2 separate regions of the Gossypium arboreum genome follow, and region 1 is linked to region 2. The links are chromatin contacts, called in public Hi-C maps. All regions are on one chromosome and are shown on one strand. Each heading gives the region's core, a stretch centred on a gene start, on an enhancer-like site or on the middle of the called end of the contact. The rest is flanking DNA. Distances are from core to core; before and after follow the strand shown.

Region 1 (6,446 bases), core at 516-3,015, 290 kb before region 2:
TTCTTTTGATTTTCGTATAAATATATGTAAAAATGAAAAGAATAGAATGAAATAAAGAGCAAAAAAAAAAAAAAAAAGAAACTACCTTCAAAACGCTCTCTTTTTTATTGATAAGTATTTTTTCTTTGAACAATCGGTCCCCCCCTTTTACATTGATCTTTTCTTTTGGCTTTATAGCCGATTACATATGATTTCTTACTATTCTCTGCTTGTTTCTTCTTCTATTTTGCGTGTTTCTCTGCTCTCTGTCTTGCTTTCTTTTTTTTTGTTCTCGTTTTGTAGGCCTAGACGGAAGCGATGGTGCAAAAGCTTGCCATGTTGGTACAAGCGGTGTTAGGGGAGCCGACTTTCGGGCGTTGGACTTGCCGACGAAGCACGTGGGAGAGGGCAATGGCTAGGGCAGCTCCTAGGGTTTGATTGAAAATGTTTTAGGATAGTGGGCTGATGTGTATTGGGTAATTGGGTTTAGGGCTTAAGTTAGGTATTGGGTTTTGATATGGGTTGTAGTTTGGGTTTTAATTTTTGTAATTTGGATTTTAAAATTTGGACATTATTGGTTTATTTATTATAAGCCCAGGTCAAAATTGACCTATTACACGATGCTTGTACAATAAATCAAAGATCGAGAATAAAAATTATAATTCATTCTGAGATTGAATCTTTCAACATCTTGAAGATGAAGTTGTAAAGGTGAAAGTTTAAGGTGAAAAATAATTTGATCTGTGGGATGACTTCGAAAGATTTTGAAAAAAATTATAGAGAATCATCATGTTGACAACATATTATAAAATAAAGAGAGATAGAGAGAATAAAGAACAAATAAAATATGAAAGCAATAGAGAATTTACTTTATTAATCAAATGGATGATTATAATACTTCATTAGAGTCTCTATTTATAGGCATAAGAAGTATAAAAGAAGTAGAGATCTAATTTTAATAACTATTAGAATTTAAAGTACATAAAACTTTATCTTAATCATGATGGACATCCACTTAATGAGATATTCATAACAATATTTAAATTTTAATATAAATTAGGATTAAAATTTGGTAGAAGATCGGTTAAGCAGAATTAGGGTCTGTAAAAATATTTTTATATTAAAATATAAAAAAAACTCTAGTTCTTAGGTTATTTTCCATTTTATAACTCTAAATTAGAAATACTAAATGTTTAGTTATTAAAATATTTTAAATTTTAATGCTGGGAACAACATATGGCATAAGATATACTGTTAAGTAGAATTAAGAGTGTGTAAAAGTTTTTCTAAATTAAATATTTTATATTCAGAAGATAAAATTAATATCTATTTTATGCTTTTAAACTTCTTTTCATGTTATAACTCAATTTTATGTAATTAAAATTATCACTATTATTTTTATTTAACAAAAGATAATATATTAAATAAATTTTATAATTTAGATTTAGTATTTATCTTTTCAAAATTATATTCTTTTCACTTGATTTTTTCAATTTATTAAACAAATTTTGGAGAAAATATAAAATTTTATTTCTTATTAGAGAAATTTTGGAGAAAGTTTTCAAAAACTAGTCAAAATTCAAGGTTGACCCGAGGCTAAAGATGTTGATGGGGATTGACAAAAAGTTTCAGGGGTCGGGCAGGCCTGAATTAAATTAAAATATTAGAAAGTATTTTGTGCGAATTGGACTGGGATGGGCTCAAATCCTTGCAAAAACTTTTTGAAAATCGGCCCATTACTCTACCAGACGCCATGATCAAAATTTGAACGTTTTTAGCCATTAAAAGCCCAAACTGGTTCAACCAAATCCAGAATTCTATTTCAGATGTAGAAATGGAATTCAAAGACTACAATAGTTTCAGTTTGGATTGGGACGACCATTTCACTGAAGACGTGATCCGATTAATGGATGCCATTGAAGCCACTCCTCCTACTCCTCCTTCTCCTCCTTCATCTTCTCGCAAGAAACGCAAGTCCGCCGTCCATCATCAAGATAACCTCAAAACCAGCCGCCAATTGCCCCATTCTATTCTCTCACCCCCGCCTTCTTTTCCGTCTTCCTTCGCTCGTTGTCAATGTATTTGCTATCCCTTACTTTACCCATTTTGTAATTAAAATAAATGCACTAATAGTAAACCCTTTGATTTTTCTGATTGGCAGCTAATACAAGGCTTAGATATCCGCCGTTGAGATTTGGAGGTCATATTTTGTATAGCTTTACGGAAGATGAGGTAGAAAATGCTGCAATGGAGCTATTAAAAATTGTTGAAATTAAGAAGAAAGAAATGGGTCAAGTTGCTTTAGGGTTTGATATTGAGTGGAAGCCCTCTTTCCAAAAAGGTTTGCTTCCTTTACCCTCCTTGTCTTGTTACATTCATTTCATATAATCCTTTCTCTTTATTTCCTAAGAAAGAAAAAAAGTGTGAAAACAAATAAATGTGAAAATCTCTTAAGTTAATATGAAACCTCTCTAAGGTATCTTTGATCATTATTTTAAAGAATTGAGACTTAAAGTTGGAATTTTTTTCACATTGCATGATTTCTAGATAGAATACTTATGCTAGAATTGGCATTGTGTTTTTTTTCGTAGGTTTTAATTTAATTTAATTATTTTTTTTATGTTTAGTGGTTCTGATATGCCATATTTTAAAACAAAATATATATCTCGTGTTTGGTGTTGTCCTCTTCCTTTCTTCCATAAAGCAGCATTGCTATAATTTCTTTTAAAGCAGAAAGTAAGCACTCTTTACCTATATTACTCGGCCTTAGGTGTGAGTGCCGGATATGGGGAAGTTCCCAACACAGAAATATTCAATTTTTTCCTATGTTTTTAATGTATTTGGAGATCCTCGAATGGTCATATCCCTATACTCCTGTCCAACTATGCGTTGAATACAGGTACTTTAGTAAAATGAAGAGTCAAAGCAATATAGCTCTTTAATCCATGTTTCATGAGTTGCTGTTGCCATTACCAATCATTTCCTTTTAATTGAAATACTCTTAACTGTGATAACCTAAATGGTTGTATGCTTGCAAACCGTTATTTATATTCATGTTTTTCCCTTATCTTGTCTACTTTCTGGTAGAAGTGGTCTATTTAGATCATTCTCTGATTGCATTTAGTATAGCATTGAAACATGCACATATTGAATTTGTACTAGTACACAGAATTCATACACCTCTACTAACATATCACTTGTCTATCTGGTTTCTGTCTTGCCCTCTTGAACTTTCATGAAAAGTAGTATCTGTTTGGTACTATAGACATTGGCTTGTGTGGACTCTGGTATTGATATCCAACACTTGTATGTGTCTGCATGTTTGGTTTTTCTTTTTAAGTCTTGGAATTGGCTAAAAAGGATCTAAAAGTTAGATAAAAGTATGTGGATGCATATTTTAACAATGTCTTAAATAAAGATACATAAATGAAAATAATGCAATACCAAATATAATGAGTATTTGTTTTTTACTTTTATATTAATAATTAACATACATTTTATTGGTGAATCATAGAAAGGACGGACCACCACCCTTCATCATCCAACTAAAACAGTAAGTTGTATCCACATTTGTGATGAAGTGTAAAACACATATTATGTGCCGTATCATATTGATGAAGTGGCAATCTTTATTGAAAAGTCCATGTAATGTACTTAAGGGAAATGGGGATGACTTTTTGGGACTTTGCAGATTAGAACTCTATAACAGGGGACTAATTACTTGCTAACATTTCAATCTAAGTGTTACAAACACACCTTTAGAACCTCTTCTTGCATCGTGTTGGGTGGATGGAATTGGTTAAAATGCTGCCTAGTTTGGGAATAAAAACTACGGTTACATCCTTGCATCCCATTCAATTATATGTATAAGAACAGAACTTTATACTCATTTTCATGCTTTTGCAAAGGGTACAAGGAGTTTGTTTATAATTGCATTATACAATACTGCATGGATAAATGTTTATCTTTGGAATTTTGACACTGTAGGAATTTTGCCTGGGAAGGCTGCGGTGATGCAGATATGTTGTGACAGTCAGTATTGTTATGTGATGCATATTTTTCATTCTGGCATACCTCAAAGTCTGCAGGTTCTTCTTGAGGACTCCGAAATTATAAAAGTAATATCTCTACAGTTAATCTGTTAATTGGCAACCTAAACTCCTGAATTTCTGTATCAGGTTTATATACTATTTCGAAATGATGCTTGTGAATGAACAGGTTGGAGTTGCAATTGATGGCGATGCTGTCAAGGTGTTCAGTGACTATAAAGTATCTGTTAATGCTTTGGAAGATCTTTCAGATCTAGCGAATCAAAAATTTGGTAGTAATTGCCGGCACTGGAGTCTTGCTGCTCTGACAGAGGAGTTTATTTGCAAAGAGGTATCCATATAATTCTTCTATTTGAAAGCCTGGAGAAGACTGAAGCAGTCTTTCATCTTATGTACTCGTAATATGATATTAGTTCTCATTCGGTAAATCGTACTAGCTTTTCAGATTCCACCATGATATTTTGTTTTGGTTTCACTTTGAGCATAGAGGCAGAATGCTTTCATTGGGAAATCTTATTGAAATTTGAGTATTGCAGCTTCCGAAGCCCAAGAAAATTAGGCTGGGAAACTGGGAGTTATATCCTTTATCCAATGCGCAACTACAGTATGCAGCAACTGATGCTTTCGCTTCATGGCAAATATACCAGGTAATATTACAATTTCAATAAAATATTCTATTCTCCTATCATAAATGTAGATAGGCTTGGATTTTCAGCCTTCATTGTAAGTTTACGTTACCATTGTTACAATTGCTACTATTTATGTTGGCCTTGAGTTTTTATTGGACTCATATGTTCAAATATTTTCAAGATTTTATGTATTTAAAAAGTCATTGGAGGATCATTTATCCATATTTATGTCTGGATATACATCGAACTATGGGTGTTGGACATGAGTACTTCAAGAAAACTGAAGTTGGAGCAATGTAGACTTATAGCACTATTCTTTTTCCTAATAAGTATTTTGATATTGCATTGCAAATGCAGGTCTTAAAGAGCCTTCCTGATGCAGTGAAGGATCCGGCAGATAAACGAAGTGAAACCATTTCATCTCAATGATTTTCATAGTAAGTTTGATATTGTGCTTGCCGTTAGTCGGTTTTAAGTCAAGGCAGTTTGTTTAGGCCAAGAAACAAAGAGGTAAAGTATTTTATCTAGTTGGTAATTGCATGTGTTTGTTTTTGGCCACTTTCGAATTCCTTGTTTATATGCAATTGTTGTATATGATTTAATGTTGCAGCAAAGATGATCTGCATCTCTATTTATGAACAAATATTGTATTTGTTAATTCAACATCATCTAATTTGTACTTTTCATGCGGCTTAAAACTTTATTACAAATCGATTTCGAATATCTTAACGTAGCTCGTGTTTAATTGATTATTTAAATATATATTTTTCATTTAATTAGTATTAGAAAAAACTCAATTCGTACATGATCAAGTTTATTGAGCATTGGAGTTTAGTTTGTTTTTTTTTGGGTAAATTATACCAGTAGTCATTAAATTATGGGAAAGTTTTTGTTTTGGTTGTTTTGTAAGAAAATTTGATATCATATGTAGTATTAATATGTCAATAACAATGATAATGCAATACAATACAGTGGCAGTAACACAACAGAATACCAGTAATCGGACAAAGTTAAAATTTAAAAGAGGAATTTTGTCTAGGCCTGTATAAGTAGTTTCCTTAAGACAGATTCGTCCTCACCTCGGTGCTTTGAGTAATGTTGGACATTTGCCTCCCAGGATATAACAACAAATGATCACAGTAGTAGCACAACAATAGTGATCAATCTAACATAATCTTGTCTTTCTCTATTACTAGGAGAAATGAATTTAGAAAGAGTTTTTTATATTGATAGTTTTGACGATGATATGTTTTTGAAATCTCCTAACTTGGCTTTATATAGAGGAGAGGAAATGAATGAAGAGATTTGTTGAAAAATTAATAGACATGAGTGAATAGAGACAATGAATGAAAAAATTCAATATTAAACTAAGAGATACATTTTTTTTTCAAAAGATACAATTGTATGGAAAAATGCAATATTAAACCAAGAGATACAATTATCATTCATCACTCAATAATTATTTTTCAACAATTCCCCACATGAATGAAATTGATGGATCTCGTTTGATATTTGCATAGGATAGGTAGACATCAACCTTTTAATCTTCCATTGTGAAAGTATATTTACTTTACTAGTTGACTAGTAAACGCGATGTCCTTAAACTGTTCTGTCGTTTGTGTAAACGATGATATTCCTTACACATATACCTCCCTTGCAAGATTTTTGGTTCTCATGGGTATGTTCATATGGTCGTGAACATCCTCCTTGTTCTACAAGAGCTTAGAGAATTATGCCCCAATAGTCTCCTTGAAGCGACCTCACTTCACTCTCACATAGGTGACTTATA
Region 2 (6,945 bases), core at 1,601-4,100:
ATCCAAGTGTCTTAGACAGAAGACATAACCTACCTAATGAAGTTTCAAACAGATGGAACTAAATACTACATCATATTGAAACAAGAAATACAACTTGTTTCTTCTGGCTTATTTAAAGCACTTCCTTCAATTTCATACACTTAAATGAGCTAATTAGTTCACTCTCAATCTGACTAGCAAAAGCTGCAAAAAACTAACTCTATATCTTCCAGTTCAAATCACTTGATCTGAACAGGCCATATTTCTCAACTCCATTGGTGCCACATTAATTTGTCATAGCCAAGTTTCTTATGCAAAAAAAATATATTTAGTCCAAACACACACGGGTTATCCCAATATTCTAACAGATATTAACAAAGTCAAAACTTGGGAACAAACTGCTTCTTCAAGATATTGTAAAACAGGCATCAAAATAAGTAATCCATTCTTAACAAATTAGTAATTTAAAACCCAAGCCAATAGGACCAGCCTGTGTCTACACAAAACTCTGTCACTTATTACAGGGTGGAACAAGAATATAACATATGTAATAACAGAGGGAAAAGGTAACAAATTAAGAAAGAATAATTGTTGAAAAAAAAAGTAATCTTCAGGAACAAACATGAACCTTCCTTCACATATGATTCCTAGAACAAGTCCAACATCATCCGTTGGAGTTTTGTGCACAGTAGATTAAGAAGGAACCACCTAGTGATGCAATATCCTTAAGTGATGCAAAATTCCAAAATCCTAAGTCAGATTCCAACACCATAACAATAACTGAAAATAAAGCTATGAAAAGGGTTCATTCACTCATAAACATCACAAATAGTGCTTAATGGTGAGTACCTAAATTAGGCACCAGAAGCACTGTTCTATCGCTTCAAATAAGCTCCCGTTCTGCTATTCATTCCTAGATTATTAAGATCTTATCTTTCAGAATATACAAGCTACCAGTCTTAACCACTAAATCACATAAGTGCTTCATTAAGCAAGCCATGGCATTTTTCTTGAATCCTCAATAAAAGCAATCACAAAATATTATGAATACATAAAGTATAGTTTGAGTCAAGCAAAATGTTACAGAACATAAGTAAACGGTGTTAACCTTTTTTAGAAAGTCTGCATCATCGGTCCTAGCCTTCTTTTCATATCCTGGTGGTGGGAAGGGAAAGCAACGCGACATTTCACAGAAGTTCAGAAACCAATACACGGATGCCTTCCGAAAGCCAAAGCACTTGAATTATCTTCCAGAAGCAATGTTCCAGAAAGGGAACAACCAGAAACTATGCTCCGTATCCCTGCACACATTTCCAGCTTCAATGTTCCTCCATGAGTCCTATCACTCTTAACAGCTCAAAAAGTTCCTAAAACCCACCACGCCCCTTAATCACTCTAACCTCAAAGGTAACCCCAAGTCAACTACCAACCACTAAAGAAATCACTTCAACTGCAAAAAATGCCACTGCAAGTCCAGGATCACTTACTAAACCCTACAATAATCTTACACTAAGCTACTTCAACAATGCCCGAAATAGAAAGCTAACTTCAAGAAATGCTCTTTTGATCAAGAATTCTAGCTCCAAAGTTATGTTAAACCAAACGGTTTTCTTAGAAACAAAAATGGTCCAGTACAATCTGACCTTCTATGGTGTCTTCCCGGATAATAAGGAATCATCACCTCCTCCTTCCAATAATAATCCAATACCAAAACCATCCCCCAATTGTGATCAAACACATAAAAATACTGAAAACCCTAACACACTTTTGTCTAAAACAGGTAAAAATATTCAAGCTTGTCTAATCACTGTATACACAATTCCATAAGAAAGCAATCTTCTTCCATGCCCAAAAGCCTAGCAATCACCATTTTTCTTAAGCAATCTGTTCAAAAACCAAAGTTTGAGGCAAATAACTCTTCAATCCGACAACCCAAATACTGGAGCTTGAGCCCATTTCTACTCTGATCGGAACCCTAATCAGTTCCCAATTTAGGAAATTTCCCCAATCTGTTGATCCGCATGAAAACCCTAAAAAAGAAAACCCATGAAACAAAAACTTCTACTGAGTAAAAAATTAAGTACCCATTAAGAAGCAAAAATCATGGAAACCCAAATTTTATCCAACAACGATTAAACAAAAAGAAATCTCGAAAAAACAAGAAAATTTATAAAAAAGGAAACACTTTTGCTCCGAGAACCTTAGGGTAAATGGGTATCGATCAAAAAGCGAAAAGGAAAGATTTGATTCAAAACGTAAATTCTGTTTTGTTTGTTTTTTTTTCAGAAAAGGAGAGAAAAACCAACTTTTGAAAAACAAAAACAACATTGAAATACTGAAGATAAATGGGAAGATTAATAATTACCTTGCCCGCAACAAAGTGGGCATTGTAGAAAGGAAGAATAAATAGATCCTTGTTGGTTTGTTTGTTTGTTTGTCAGATTAATAAAAGATTAGATTATAGAAATATAGAGTTAAAAGGAAATAGATAGATAGAAAGAAGAAGTAAGCAAAGTTTTATATCAGTTTCAATCTTGTTTTGCAGTCATATGATTAATATTGTTTTAGGTTTTTTGAAGGGGTCTGGGTATATTTAAGAAAGATATGGATGGAAAGACCAAAAGAGAGAGAATGAGAAAAGCTTGTTTTGCAACAACAAGGCCCTTACTATGATTTCGTTCGGAAGTTACACGCGAGAGAGAGAGAAAATATATATACATAAAATGAGAAAAGAAAATTAAAAACCAAACAAAGAGAAGAGAAGAGAAGGGAAGGTAAGGGAAGGGGAAAAAAAAGAGAAAAGAAAAAGATAGGAAAAGGAAAATATATAGAGTTAGAGGCCGATAAAAGGCCCAAATCGATTGTTAGACGCTTACAAGTTAAAGATTACATTAGATTACACTCGCTTAGAATACTACCGTTTAGTTTGTATTGATTGAGTATGATGATAAATATAATTTTTTTAAAATAAAAATTATATTTATGTTTATCACGTGAAGTTTTAAGAGATTTTTATAGTATAAAGGTATTAACTTGATTGATGCAATATAAATTTAATGATCAATTAAATTCAAAAAATTAAGCATTACAAATAAATAAATTTAAGAAACAAATTATATATTATCACTTTCTAATCATAAATTATAAAATAAATATAAGATGTAAAATTTAAAAAAAAACCTGTGTTTTGTACGTAATATGGTGTACTCTTTTATGGGAAAGATTTCATCTCACCATCAATGATAGTAGATACTGCAAATGAGATTTATTCATTTTGGATTTGCGTTTTTTATTATTATTAATTTAGATATTTTAAGCAGTGAATTTGGAATATATTCATTTTATTTTTATGTTTGAATTTATTTCTTGAATCTTTTATTATTATAAATAATGGGTTCGAATTTGGTTATTTGATTTTATTTTTATGTCTAACTTATTTACTTGTTAAATTGGAATATTTGAGGATAATATTGTTGAATCTAAATTTGGATTGGAGATTGTAATACTAAGTCTAGTCACTTTTTTTTTTTTAATGGAGGTGGAATGTAGAGTGGATGGTTTCAGTAATCATTAACTTTCTTTTAAATTACTATTTTACTGTTAATACAATATCCATCAGTATATTAAAATTATAAGAAGAAATTATACATGCCTCTAAATCTACATAAAAGATATTTTTTTGGTAAATTACAATATTTTTTAGTAAATTACAATAATAAGGTAAAATTTAAATAATCACGCAATTAACACGACTCAAACCTAAGTCACATTTAGGGTAGTGAATATTCTTAACTATCAAATCATCATATGAAATTCATAAAAGTGTAACTTTTGCACTTAAAATTTAAAGTCATTTTTTTGTTTTAAAAAGTAAAATTTTGATATCAATTATAATTTATGATTTAATTAATCTCAACAATAATAATTTTTAGTTAATGGCACTCATCAATTGAATCCAGATCTATTTGTAAAATTAAAAAATATATATACTATGAGGATATATCTATCATTTTATATTTTAGGTAAAATCTAAAAAATATACAACATGTTTGATTTATACTTAAAACACAATTTTAATATATTAACTTTATCATTTCAACCTATACTCTATTTATTTGTTACATTAAATTTTAATAAGTATTTATTATATAAATATTATTCACTTACATAGTGTATATGTTATAATCTAATAACAATAATCTCATCAAGTGAATAAATTAAAATAATGTTTTACATAATGTCATTACTTTGCAATATATTTTTCAATTCACTTAAATATTATTGACTTAAAAAATTAATTACATATTTAAAGAATTTTTAATAATATTTAAATAATTATTACGTTAATGAAATATTATATTGTTGATATGAAATTCAATTGAGATAAAAGATAGTTCATATTATAGTTGAGAGTCATTGTTAATATATAAATGGGGAGATTAGGGATGTGATCTTTTGAAACTTTTCTTGTTATTGATGGAGGAAGTTTATATAAACGAGTTGAAGTTTAATCAGAGCCTCGTCAAATGAATACGTATTAAATAAAGATTCATGAAGACCTTAAATAATGTGTAATTAAATATGATAAAATGATTATATTCTAACCTAATAAGTTGGTGTTGGAATCAAAGGATCTTACTAATTTAACATGAGCCTTAAAAATATTTTTTTAGGATTTGGAAGAGCCTCTTTGCTTGAGTAATTATCTTGGAAAATCTCTTTTAGTGAGGGCGAAGTTTTCTCAAATGATTTATGAAGAATAGGTGGTTTGAATCAACATATATTTTGTTGTATAGTTTATATAAAAAATAATAATTGTAAACTACACTTGTAATCATTCTAAAATAGAATCTATCTTATTTTAGTCACTTTAATTTTTTTTTCAATTTAATCACTCTAAATAAAATAACAATGAGAATTAATCATTGTTGTTAAATTTCTATTTTCTTTTAACAGATTGCTAATGTGGCATATTGGCACATTGAGTGATTGTCACGTGACATTTTTTATTGACTTTTGACTAAAGTTTAGGGACTTCCCTATAATTAACCCAAAACTTTTTTCCCTCTAAACTTTATAGAGAGGTCCATAAACTTTAGTTAAAAGTCAATAAAAAATGTCACATGTTAGTCACTCAATAGACTAATGTACCACGTCAACAATTCGTTAAAAGAAAAAGAAAATTTTAACAAAAGTGACTAAGTTGTTACACAATTATTTTATTTAAAATGACCAAAATAAAACATACCCAATTTTAAAATGATCATGGATGTAATTTATCAAAAAAATAAAAATCACATAATTCAGTCATCATTTTATATGTCTAAATGCTATTATTATTGCATATTTGATATTTTTACTACTATTTTATTTGAATAATATTTACTAACACAATTACAATTTTTTATCATACTGTTTTGAAATATTATATCCATCAATTAATATTTTGTTATATTAATGTAGGTTAAATGAAATTACTAATATTAATAAGTTGAAATATGAAGGATTAATGCGCTATTAAGTTGTGGCACACATAAATGTAGGTGATATTTTCTTTAGAATATTAACAAAATATTTATACTATTAATCAAAGTTTTGATTAATTTAGTATCACGAATCAATAAGATATTAACTCAATTAGAAAAATTATAAAACATCCTTTAATAAATAAAATAAATTATATTTTTCGTGGATATTTTAATTTTTTATTTAAAAAATCAAAATAATTAAAATTTTTGTATGTGGATAAATTTGAACTTGTGTTATTTATATATAGCAATAACATATTAACTTTATCACTAAATCAAAGTTTTATTTTAATATAATATGTATATTTTAATTATGCTTACGTTTTTAATTTTTATTTTACTCACAATTTAATCTATTTTTTATTTTAATATAATATATATTTCATATATTTTTATCAATTACTTTCAAACTATATATTTTATTATTTATTATATATTATTTTATAACTAACATTTATATTCTAATTATATAGTTTTCACATCACGAGTGATATAATTTTTAGTAAATGAGAAATAAAAAATTTATGTATGATAGCAAATGTGTGTGGTAAATGGTTAGAGGAGGGTGAAATAACTTTGAAAAACCCAAAATTTTCAGAAAAGAAAAATATTATTCAACATAGTATAATAAAATTGATAATATTGCAGAGTGTAGAAAATAAAATAAATGTTCACCAGAATTAATTAACAAGATTCAGCTAGTACAATGTTATTGAAGCTGAGAAGAGAGTGAACACGCTTAGGAGAAGCTTGAAAAAAGTAAAGGCTGCCAAGTTACATTAGGAAACCATTTGGGGAAAGCACATGTGGGTAGGTTTCCACTTGCCTGTTACCTATTTAATCTCAAACCTAGTGCTTACTAAACACGTGGCACCGCCCTAACCTATCATCTCAACTATCTGTCCGTACACGTGTAATTCTATCACTTTTCTTTACAAAGAAAGATGAATTGTGTGTGATTTGTCTCTTCTCAACACCTTCCCCCACGTGATCCTGTTTCTCAAATTTATCCTATTAGTTTTATTATTTTATAATAATTGTTTTCTTTGGGCAAACTTTTTTTTTTGAAAATAAATACAGCTCAAAATATCAACAATAACATGAAGTCATTTAGATGCGATCTTCTATTAGATGTAAATCAGTTCTTCTATCGTGTTCCGCCATAATTATTTTGTCTGCGAGTTTATTTTCTTCTCAAGGAATATGTTGCATGCCTCCATTACTTTAAAAGCTCCAACAATGCATGAATTATCTTTATCAAAGTAGGGTTAGAATTTCTAATTATTCATTCTTGAATGATGTTGATTGTTTCAAGATTGTCTGTCTCTCTATCGATTCCCCTGTCAAAGACAAGTTTCAACCCATTGAAAATACCCCAAAGTTCAAAATCCACAATTGCACAATTGCCCAAATATCTACTAAAGCCAATAATCCACCT

The links. A called contact is a pair of places that touch in the nucleus more often than the background predicts.
Region 1: a contact with region 2 is called in a Hi-C map of leaf, with 4 times the contacts expected there. The contact joins the promoter of LOC108487208 here to the promoter of LOC108489302 in region 2. A contact is called at or near these places in 2 of 5 Hi-C or Micro-C datasets (both in leaf).

Annotation. Positions count from the first base shown.
Region 1 is chr10:45,655,290-45,661,735 of ASM2569848v2, reverse strand. LOC108487208 (3'-5' exonuclease-like) reads left to right here and starts at 1,765. Exons shown (of 6, transcript XM_017791485.2): 1 at 1,765-2,057; 2 at 2,141-2,320; 3 at 3,967-4,097; 4 at 4,198-4,359; 5 at 4,565-4,675; 6 at 5,015-5,355. The coding sequence starts at 1,814. The coding sequence ends at 5,086. It overlaps LOC108488936 (a long non-coding RNA gene), which reads left to right. Exons shown (of 2, transcript XR_001871836.2): 2 at 283-651.
Region 2 is chr10:45,360,880-45,367,824 of ASM2569848v2, reverse strand. It overlaps LOC108489302, which reads right to left and starts at 2,850. Exons shown (of 4, transcript XM_017793746.2): 1 at 2,345-2,850; 2 at 1,088-2,009. The coding sequence starts at 1,165.